3 separate regions of the Mus musculus genome follow, and regions 2 and 3 are each linked to region 1. A link is a contact called in public Hi-C data. All regions are on one chromosome and are shown on one strand. Each heading gives the region's core, a stretch centred on a gene start, on an enhancer-like site or on the middle of the called end of the contact. The rest is flanking DNA. Distances are from core to core; before and after follow the strand shown.

The links. Hi-C and Micro-C count contacts between places; a contact is called where the count stands out from the background.
Region 2: a Hi-C map of B cells shows a contact between it and region 1, with 7 read pairs. The contact joins the enhancer-like site here to the promoter of Tspan5 in region 1. A contact is called at or near these places in 1 of 39 promoter capture datasets (hippocampal neurons), 1 of 484 Hi-C or Micro-C datasets (B cells) and 4 of 115 datasets of contacts at active chromatin or transcription factors (effector CD8 T cells, embryonic stem cells, memory CD8 T cells and 1 more).
Region 3: a contact with region 1 is called in a Hi-C map of B cells, with 13 read pairs. The contact joins the enhancer-like site here to the promoter of Tspan5 in region 1. A contact is called at or near these places in 2 of 39 promoter capture datasets (liver and pre-B cells), 1 of 15 datasets of contacts at CTCF or cohesin (pro-B cells), 1 of 484 Hi-C or Micro-C datasets (B cells) and 1 of 115 datasets of contacts at active chromatin or transcription factors (large pre-B cells).

What each region holds. Positions count from the first base shown.
Region 1 is chr3:138,740,525-138,744,150 of GRCm38.p6, forward strand. It overlaps Tspan5 (tetraspanin 5), which reads left to right and starts at 1,684. Exons shown (of 8, transcript NM_019571.5): 1 at 1,684-2,136. The coding sequence starts at 2,056.
Region 2 is chr3:139,040,630-139,044,035 of GRCm38.p6, forward strand. The region is part of intron 2 of Rap1gds1 (RAP1, GTP-GDP dissociation stimulator 1); the gene reads right to left. Among named protein-coding and RNA genes, the nearest start is that of Rap1gds1, 33 kb to the right of the region's middle. Within about 2 kb of position 1,427, at least 138 of the 459 cell types and tissues checked have an H3K27ac peak or open chromatin away from gene starts, as enhancers often do. A contact at or near this core is called in B cells, effector CD8 T cells and memory CD8 T cells, where this site is marked.
Region 3 is chr3:139,243,564-139,247,185 of GRCm38.p6, forward strand. The region is part of intron 6 of Stpg2 (sperm tail PG rich repeat containing 2); the gene reads left to right. Among named protein-coding and RNA genes, the nearest start is that of Stpg2, 39 kb to the left of the region's middle. Within about 2 kb of position 1,903, at least 48 of the 459 cell types and tissues checked have an H3K27ac peak or open chromatin away from gene starts, as enhancers often do. A contact at or near this core is called in B cells, pre-B cells and pro-B cells, where this site is marked.

The sequences.
Region 1 (3,626 bases), core at 434-2,933:
TGGTGGGGAGTGGTGGTGAAAGGAGAAACCATGTCTGTGTGAGAGCAAGGGTACTTGGGTATCACTTAAGGATAAGGCTAAGCCATCAATTGGATTTAATTCTAGTCCTTTTTTGAAAGGTGCCATATAGTGTAAGAGAGACCTCTGCTCTGACTTTTCCTGTGTTCTGCAGCAGTGGATCTATTTATATACAGAAAGCATCACAGCAGCACGTGTAGGCTTAGGTAAAGCTTGTCAGGTCACTCCTGTTAATAAGGAGCCCGATGGGGGCCATTGCTTGGGCTGGGTGGAGGGAGCTAGGGTGATTTCATCCACTGCTTGCCAGAGACATGGTATGGAGTGAGTAGTGTTCCTGGCCCTCCTGCCTTTTGGGTACCCGGATTCGCAACTGTGATTGTAACATAGCCTCCTGAAAGCCAGGTCCATCTAGAAAGAGGTTACTGCAGGTAAAAAGGAAACTTCTTGCCTTATCAGAGCTTGACTGCAGGTTGCAGATTTTGAGCAAAAGGCAGAGGAAGTTACTCAGCAAAATCCTAGGCAGAAGACTTTGAGACCTCAAGTTCTCCACCGCCACCCTGATGGCATCATCTGCAGAGCCTCTTAAACATGCAAAGTTCTGGGCCCAGACTCACTGGCTGGTTCTGGAAATTCTTATCTTTTTCTACCATGGATGTCTAAAGACTAAAGTCAGTTCCCCTAGATGTTGCCACACACTTCTAAGCTGCCCTTTCTTCTCATCCCACAAAACCCTGGCATCTGTTTCCCTGCCCGTGTGCCAAGTGCCTGAAGAGTGTACATAGACAACTGCCGGGTACCTGCTCACCCGTGCTTCTCAAAGTTTCCACTCTCCAGTTCTGTCCTCTCCCAGAGGTCAGGAGTGCCCTGCATCTATAAACCCAACTGGGATTTCCCAGAGGGAGACAGTCCTGTATGTAACTCCTGCATCGCTTCCTGAGCTAGGAGGCAGGTGTGTTCCTTTGAGAATGTTTCATCAAAGGTGAGAAAAATTTCGTGGTGTGGAAGTGGACCTGGGTCAGGACGCCTCTGGGCCAGCTTCTCTTGCTCGCCTCCACTTGCAGGATGATTCGTTTCTTTGGCCGTTGGGAAGAGTGGATTAGTCAGAGAGATAGAGTATCCTTTGAGATACCCACTCCTCCATTCTCTCCTCTTTAATGGCCTAGATCCCTCTTGAACATCTCAACGAAGCCCGCCTGTTCTGCTGTTGGGTGGCAAGGAAGGTGTCTGCTCTTCCTCATAGCAATGCAGGAGGAGGTCGGTGTGATTAGGTGGCAAGGGGACCGTGTGTATGTGTGTGTGTGTGTGTGTGTGTGTGTTGGGAGGAGGGCGCTCACCCAGCCCTCGCTCCCCGAAGCCACCCTCTTTTTCAGGGTCCCTCCGGAGCTGCTGGTGGCCAAGAGAAGGACCCGCAGCTCATCCACGGGGGTCCGGTCCCTCTGCCCTGGCTGCTTTAGGTCTGTGAGCTACGGGGTGTTCCCTCGTCTCTCTCGGCGGCAAGGGGCTCGGGAAGAAGGGTCGGGGAGAAAGGAGGCGAAGAAACAGAGAGACACGCGGACCGCGACAGAGGTGGCGCGGCTGCGTCGTGCGGCTGCCTCTCGGGAGCTCCCGAGCACGAGTCGAGCGCGCGCGCGCCTCGCCGACCCAGGCGCCGGGCGGAGCTGCGGGCCGGGGCGGGCGGAGCGAGCGGCGGGAGGAGCGAGCGGTGGGAGGCGCGCGAGCGGGCGGCGGGCAGCGTCTCCGCCGGCATCTGCGCGGCCGCCTCTGCCCGGAGCCCGGGGACCGAGCGCCGGACCCGCCGCCTGGCGCACCGACGCGGAGCTCCCGCTTTGTGCTCCGTGCCGGTTCGAGGAGGCTTCCCGGAGGCTGCGGCCACCGCGCCCCGGCGGCCTCGGAGGCCCGCGGCTGGAGGTGCCGGAGCTGCTCGGTCCGCGCGGCTGAGCCCCGCGTGCCCCACTGCTCGCCGGGCTGCTCCGAGCCGGGGTGCTCCGGGGCTCCAAACTCGGGCTGGCGGGGCAAGTGTCTTCATGAACCCAGAGGATGTCCGGGAAGCACTACAAGGGTCCTGAAGTCAGTTGTTGCATCAAATACTTCATTTTTGGCTTCAATGTCATATTTTGGGTAAGTTGGAGCGCTCCTGGGTTTCCAAGTGCTGTGGCGGATGGGTGGGCGACGGTCCCCCGCCGTGGTCGCTGCTTTACTTTTCGCCGCCCCCGGAGCTCCTGCCCCAGTCGCGGCGAGAGGCGTCTACCTTCCGCCTTCCCGGCTCGAGCGCGGGGGAGAGAAACACTTCATCCTTTCCAGGACTCGGAGGAGGTGAAAAGAGGAACCAAGCCGGGCAGGGGGCAGCCAGGCCTCGGGGTGGCTTTTTTCTTTCTTTTCTTTCTTTCTTTCTTTTTTTTTTAAGGGGGTGGGGGGGGCGCGAAAAGCTGGGGTACAAATGGGAGGACGGCTCGGCAGTTTGAGAAACGAGGGAGCACACGGATTAGATTTGCTTCCCGTGGGATCTGGATGTTGGGCAGAGCGTGGTGTCATAATGGGGCAGGCTAATCGGGCAGAGCCGACCCCGAGATCCACCTTCCAGCGCCGATCTGATTGGCCGAGGGCTTGGCTCGGTGTTGCCGCGGCTGGTCTGTGCCGTGCTCAGCGTGTATCTCCTTGCACCATCTCCGGCTTTGTGTAGGATGCAGATGCCGTGGTGTGTGGCTCTGTAATGTGCACGTAAATAACACGTCCTGCATGCTCCTCTCCGGCAGTAAAGCGCTCCCTTTGCATAATGGACTGGCCAAGTGGGCGTGCAGGGTGGAGGGATTTATTTCTCTGTGTATCCTTGTGGAATAACTAGTCATCAGTCAACATATGTTTCGGTGTGCGCGTGCCTCGCGTCTTCCCCTTTTAAAGGGGTGACACACAGGTTTTCGGAACCCTTGGAGACATGCAAAGGAGAAGGTGTGTAAGACCTGTTTTGCTGGCAGAGCAGGTGAGCCGCGGCTTGCAAACCGGCTCCCAACCGTGCTCTGCGTGACACTCCCTCGTGCCGGGTGCCTATTGTAATCAGGCTGGGACCCTACTCTTTTGTTGTGATTCTTTTCTGAGACCTTCCAAACGTGTTCAGCAACCAGACAAAGAGTTCTCTAGGACAAGAGGGGAAATGGTTTGTTGGTTGGTTGGTTGGTTGGCATTGGTTGGCAGACCGTGTTATTTTTCAGCCCACCTATTTCCATCCGGGGTCGCCTTCCTCCCTGGCACCTCTCTCTCCATGGGAGGGAAAGATGGTGGCGGACCATAGGGATATCCCCAAGTTTCTGCGAGGTAAACAATGATCCAGTGGTCTGAATCCAGGACATTTTAATTTGGACTCCCCTTAATTGTGGCTGTTTGCTGTAGACATAAACATCTGTGAGAATAGTTGTAGTTATGCTGATCTTCTGCCCACCCCCTCACTTACCAGCTTATTTTATTTTCTCTCAGAGTAGCTATGTGTGTTTTGTGAAAGGAAAGGAAATGGACTTTGTGTCAGCATGTCATCTGTCCTCAGGACTGGACCAGATTGATGAGGGAGTGTGGGAACAAATACCATATACAGCCATTCACGAGTAGTTTTGTTTTTT
Region 2 (3,406 bases), core at 177-2,676, 300 kb after region 1:
TGAAAAACAAGGTTGGTTGTTTCCACGGACCTTTGTAATAACGGCATACATTTTTTTTCTTTCTGTTCAGTGAGAACCCCTCCCTTTTCATCTAAAGGGGATACTTGGTGGGCTCTCTTTAGCATCATCAAATGGCAAACATTACCACTTTTGAGTTGGGGGCCATTACTAAGTAACATAAAGGCCATTTGAGGACAAGTAAGAAGATACTACCAGGGTCAACCTTTCAGAGAAGTTGACCTGACACAGCACTGAAAACTGAGGCAGCTCCTGAAGGCCAAGCGGCGGAAGCACACAGCACATGGGTGACTCTGTGTCAGGAGGAATGGAGCCATACCTTGTAATGCTGACATGAGTGCTAAGCACTCTCAAAGTTACAGGTTCTTTACTTAGAGAGCTTTCATATTTGTGCCCCTTAACCAACAGCAACTAGATCTGCTAATAATGAAGATTCTTACACATGACTGAGGACATCAGTTAACTTCACTCAATGACGTAACCGTATCGTACTAGAGCTTCACGTGGTCTTTACCGACAACAACTCAGTGTCGGAATGATCGCTATAAAATCAAATAAAATCTAAAAATCCTAAGAATTTTACTGTGGGTCACTGTGACATGAAAGGTCAATTTTTACAAGTACCTGCTGGATCCTTTTGATAGAGGTCAGTCTTCCTTTATTTGTAGGATGTTTATCTTCTGTATTGCTTTCTTTGACTGGTTTGTCTTTAGGACTCTAATTACATCACCTTTACAGAAATGATACTGATCTATCTTTGATATTAATCATGTCTTCTCTGATTCATTCTTTTTTTATTTTTTAATTTCAACCTTTTCTTTCCCATATTTTCAGCCACATTTAATTTACTATAAATTTCTTAAGTGCTTGTCACGTTCTTTCATTTCTTCTGGTCAACCCTAACTTTACATCTTCCTGGCCTTTACACACTTAGGTTTTAAAGTTTCTGACTCGGTTTTTCCTTTTTATGTTTTCAAAAGCTTACCTAATGATATTAGTAAAAGTTACAGTGGGTTGTTTGTTTTTGGTAACTGCTTCATAAATCGTTTTTATTGGGAAAAAGAATGTTTTTGGTAGCTAAGATATTTGGGTTTTGTTTGTTTTCTGCTTTCTTCTTTATATACCTCAGCAGAAATCTTGATTCAATGAGTAATTGAATACAACTTAAATACAGTAATGGTAAAGACCTGAGATGAATACCTAGACTTTCTTTCAAAACCTCTCACGTCTAACCAACCAAAAGGACTTAGTGTGTGTGATAGTTACTTGTCACGGACAACTTGACTGAATTTGCAATGATCAAGGAAGCTCAGAGGAACACCCCTTGCTATCTGAGAGGGTGCTTCAAGAGACAACAGAGCCAGGGTGAGAAGACACATTCTGGATGTGGGTAGCATCACCCCATGGGCTAAGTGGGAGTCAGACAGAAGAAAGGTGGGGGAAAGAAAAAGCTAGCTCAGCGTGCGTGCTTCCCCTCTCCTCCGTCCCCAGTCCTGCCCTGCTTCCCTTCCTGCTGCTGGCCCTCCCGACTGCTTGGCTTTTCATGCTTACATCACTGTGCTTCCTCTTTCTCCTCCTCCTCCTCCTCTTCCTCTTCCTCTTCATGATGGACTGGACCTTCTGATTCAAAAAAAATCAACTTTCCCTCTCTTGTTTCTGGCTGGTATTATGGTCATGGTTAACACAAAATTAATTAGTATTGCATGTCTTATAATCTTGTGCTATTCTTATTTCTATAGTCACTTAACTTCTTCTTGGTTCTTGCATTTCACCAGGCATCCAAGAGTTTCGAGTAACTCCTTCACTCCCCATAATAGTCCTCTTGATTGGCACGTGAGATCTGTGTGCCACCTTTGTCACAGGACCTTGCATATATCACTTGCATGCTCAAGTGATTCTTCAACCTGAAGCTCCTCCCCCCTCCAGCCTTTAACTGGAGCCACAAGCAAGCACCACTAAGCTTGGTTTCCCATGAACTTTTAAACAGCCAGTACTGCAATCTAGCCCAAGACAAAGGTCTAAAAAATGCCCTACCCAGTCTGGAGTTTCCTCTCTGAAGAAAAAGGAAATGGTGGTTCTCACCCTAGGGTGCATGGTTTCCTGTTCTGTTCTTACTGGGTAGTTTATGCAGTCTTGGCAAAAATCTCTCTAGAAAGTATCTTTAACTGAGTAAGCTACGCTTTTTTTTTTCTCCTAATAATGTGAAACCTATCTCCTAGTTTTGATGAAGGCACAGATATGTTTAATTGGTTTATCTTATTTCCTAAGTGAGCTGCATGGAGTTTTAACGACCATTATTAGGTGGAGGTCTTAAAGACTCACTTCATCAGAACTACCATGGCTTTTTACCTGACTTCTTTAGTTTAGCTGAGATGGTCATACATTACCTTTTTCTTTTGTTCTTTCCTACACTGATGTATGTGCACATATGCATGCCTTGTGCCCACAGAGGTCAGAAGAACTGGATCACATGAAACTGGAGTTTAGGGTGGTTATGAGGCCCATGTGAATGCTGGGAGCTGCATATGGGTCCTCTGCAGGAGCAACAAGTGCTTCTGTTTGAGGAGTCACCTCTTTAGCCCTCTTTCACATGTTCTTTTCTTTTCTTTTTTTTTTTTTTAAATGTGGGATGGTCTTTGAGGCTGTCAGATTCCCTGGAAGTAGAGTTTAGACAGTTGTGAGCTGCCATGTGATTGCTGGGAATTGAACTCAGGACCTCTGGAAGAGCAGATACTACTCTTAACTGCTGAGCCATCTCTCCAGCCCCTCACATATTCTTAAATGCTCTATTTCTTTGGTTAAAACAAAACAAAACAAAAAAAACCTATAGTATATCATTAGTATTAGCCATAAACATATAGCAAGCCATGGAAACAACAACTAAGAAATATAACATAAATAAAAATAAACAACTGAATTTAGCCTGCACAGAAAACAACTTCTATTTCTGCATTTGATAATGGGGAAGAAAAAAAGAGTGAAATTTATTCTAGACAATGCTATGAAAAAGTTAAACAATACTTTTTTTTCCATTTCTCCACATAGCAGCACATCATTAAGAGTAGATTTAGTGAAGCTTCTGATATCTGGTTTTTCAGTCCCTTATACAGAAGCAAGTTTTGCTACTACTAAAGGCATAGCACAGGCGAAGACTAACAAGACACACACATTCAGAGAAGTTGCATGAACAACTTGTACACAAAAGTACGTGCTTAGAATTACAGCCAGGTGGAAGTTTAAAAACAGTAGAATGAGCTGCAGGACACCTCTGGATCCTCTAGTAGTTTCTCTTGCAAGGTGACCGAGACCCCAAAATATTTGGATACCACAGGCTATTCACTGTTTTAAATTCCCAAATGAGAATGAAACACTGTAACCATACTAGAAC
Region 3 (3,622 bases), core at 653-3,152, 500 kb after region 1:
GAATAACACTAGTATTATTATTCCTTCCACACCCCTTACTTCCCTTACCCGTGGTTGCTTTTCTGTCGTCCTTTCTCTAGTAAGGTTATGACCTAGATACCTTTAAAAGTCCTGCAATGTCAGTTTACTTAAGTTCTTTCATTGTCTCAAGGGCTTCTTAATTTGTGAATTTTGTTCTTTCTGCTTTTTAAAATAAACCAAGCATAACATTTTGTGTGGTTTTAATTGTAAAAGCAAGATTTTCACTTTTTTTTGTTCCAAATTGTGTCTCTATCCACATAAAACTCATTAAGATGTACTTTCCACTTTTAGATGTATATTGAAAATTTTTTCCCATTTGAAAATTTTAGGTTAATAAAACTCTTATTTTTCCTGTATAATATGTTTTAACCTAAGAGGTAAAGATTGTAGTGCAAAAATTTAAAAAGGGATACATTTAGAGTAAGACTAGCTGACTCTCCATTAGAAAGATCTCGCAACTATTTCAGTAAGATTTTTTTCCTATCCAAGGTTCCCTTGGCTTACATGTTAACCAACAATGAATCATTTACCCAAGATAAAACATCATATAATGTTAGAAAAAGATACATAATCACAACAGTAATGCATTTGTTCTAATAAAATAACAATTATTCTTTAAAAACCAGATAAAATTATTCATGTTGATTGGTAGGTTCTAGTGGATATATGAAGTAATTTTATATTATAGTGTAAAACTGTATTCTGAAACTGAATCTAAAACATGATAAAGCTTTTGTTTTCTGTTAAGGTTTTATTTATCAACAGAACTTATTTATACATATGCATAAGATTTTTGTCATTGAAATACAAATAAATTATTGTCAAAAGTATTTTTCTGACTGCATTGAAGACAGAATCCAAAGTACCATCATGTTAGGCTAATATTCTTTCATTTCACCTCAAACTAGTCCTCAAGATGATGTTTAGTGGCAAATTTTTGGTGTCTATTAAAGTTAACAATTGCATTAAAAATCCTCTTTTTATGATGTTACATTTTCTTAGAGGAGAAAAGTTTATATTAGATGATTTTAAGGTTATAATAAGATTGCCTGTATTATTACACTGCTCACCACAGTCTAAAGTGATTAAAAACACTTTTGAAATAGGTAAAATAACAACACGATGAACTGTAGTCAATAGCAATGGAGTGAATTTTAATTTTTTTGAATATTACCATTTGTGGATTTTTCCTTTGATCATATTCCTGAGTTTGGGATCATGCCTTATTCAGTGTGGTGTTCTTAGTATTTACCGCAGTGCCTAGGATATGGTAAGGACTTGAGTGATAGGTATTGTATAAAAGCGTGATTTCCTCATACTGTCATGTCATTTTATATCATGTAGGACCTTACATTTCTAATAAAATAGTATTGATGTCTTAACTTTGAGTTCACATTTAGAAAAACTGTTTTAACTTACAGTTCTTTCTTTATCTCCAGTTTTGATTTGTTTTTGCATTGTCTTTCACTTATCGTAATTATAAGATATGTGGCAACATATTATCTCATGAATATCATATTGTACATCACTATTTTTTGTTGCACATGGAAAACTCTAGGACATATTGATGGTAATTTTAGAAATTGTATTGTGTCAAGGAAGTGGTTGGCAGAATACTTACATATTTTATTTTAATATATTTTTTAATTTTAAGTTGGGAATTTCCTACAGTATATTTTGATCACATTTGCCTCCAACTCTTCTTTCTAAATCTTTCTAGATTGATTCCCCACTTCCTCATTACTTCTCAACTTCCTGTACTCTCTCTCTAAAAAAACAAAACAAAAGAAAGCCCCGAGTCTGCTTTCTGTTGCCCCAATACTCACAAGCCATTCACTGGAGTGTAGTTGACCACATCCTTAAAGGAAACCGACTCTTCTTCCTTTAGAAACAATCAACTATTAATAGCTTTTCAGTTAAGATAGGGCCTTGTAAGTCCTTTCTCCCCCCATTTTAGACCACTGACTAGCTTGATCCTGTATAGGTTTAAAGCAGGCAACCATGCTTACTGTGAATTCATGAGGGTGCTGTCATGTCTTGGGGATGCTATTTGACCCTGATCTTCTCCAACCTCTGACTCTTATGATCTTTTGTAGACATTGGTATTTGTCTTAGTTAGGGCTTTACAGCTGTGAACAGACACCATGACCAACGCAAGTCTTATAAAAAAAAACAACATTTAATTGGGGCTGACTTCCAGGTTCAGAGGTTCAGCCCATTATCACCAAGGTGGGAGCATGGCAGTAACCAGGCAGGCATAGCTCAGGTACAGCTGAGAGTTCTACATTTTCATCCAAAGGCTGCTAGTGGAAGACTGACTTCCAGGCAACTAGGGTGAGGGTCTTAAGCCCATACCCACAGTGACACACTATTCCAACAAGGCCACACCTTCAAATGGTGCCACTCCCTGGTCCAAGAATATACAAACCATCACAGTATGCTAAAGATCCAAAGTGATCTGAGGAGTTGGCTCAGTGATTAAAGTGCTTGCTATACAAACAAGAGGATCAGAGTCCTTATCCCCAGAACCTATGTAACTGTTGGGTGGGCATGATCTCAGACACCTTGCCTCAAAGAAGAAGGTGGAAAAACAATCACAGAAGATTGCAGGCCCTTGGGCCTCCATTATACTTGAGCGCTTGCACATATGTGAATATTCAAACATGCATGTATGTACATCACACACACACACATGAAAAGAGGAAGAAAAAGAAGAAATAGTTCATTCTATATGAAAAAGAAGAATGGTTTCATAAATAAAGGTCACAAACTTTTTAAATGAAGTACCAGCGAGTACTTAGTTTGGATACGTAATGTATCATAGCTACGCAACTTTATGGTCATATGTAAGGAGCTCTGCTGGTTAATACAGCATATTGGAATTGTCTATGGGTATAACAAGAAGTCATTAGGAGTCAGTTATATACAATATCTATTTTGCGGATTAATCATTGTGGTTTTCCCCTAGGACCTTTAACAAGCCTAGTTTCTGGCCCTAATAAGTAAAGCAGGTGTTAAGATACCTCCTGGGCATCTGTGCCACCATTGCACCAGCGAGCTTACCTTCCTAAACAGGTCGTCACTGTAGCTGACAGAGTTCACAGCTGGGCAAGAATGATGGTCAAAGTTTTGGCGCCACCTAGTGAAATTTACAACCAAAGAAAACACATGGTGGAATTTGTGGCAGAGGATGGCCTAGTCAGTCATCAATGGGAGGAGAGGCCTTTGGTCCTGTGAAGGCTCTATGCCCCAGTATAGGGGAATGCCAGGACCAGGAATGGAAGTGGGTGGGTTGAGAGGCAGTGGTAGGGGGTAGGAGATAGGGGATTTTTAGAAGGAAAACTAGGAAAGGGGATAGATAACATTTGAAATGTAAATAAAGAAAACAATTTTAAAAAATGAAACCAAAAAAAAAAAGTTAAAACTGGAAAAAAAAAAGTTTAACTTCCCTCTCTGTACTGTAGGGCATTTCATCTAAGGTCCCTCCCTTTGAGTCCTGGAGTCTCTCACCTCCCAGGTCTGGTACATTTTGGAGGTTCTCCCCACCTCCTACCTTCTGAGGTTGCCTGTTTCCATTCTTTCTGCTGATCATATTCCCCTC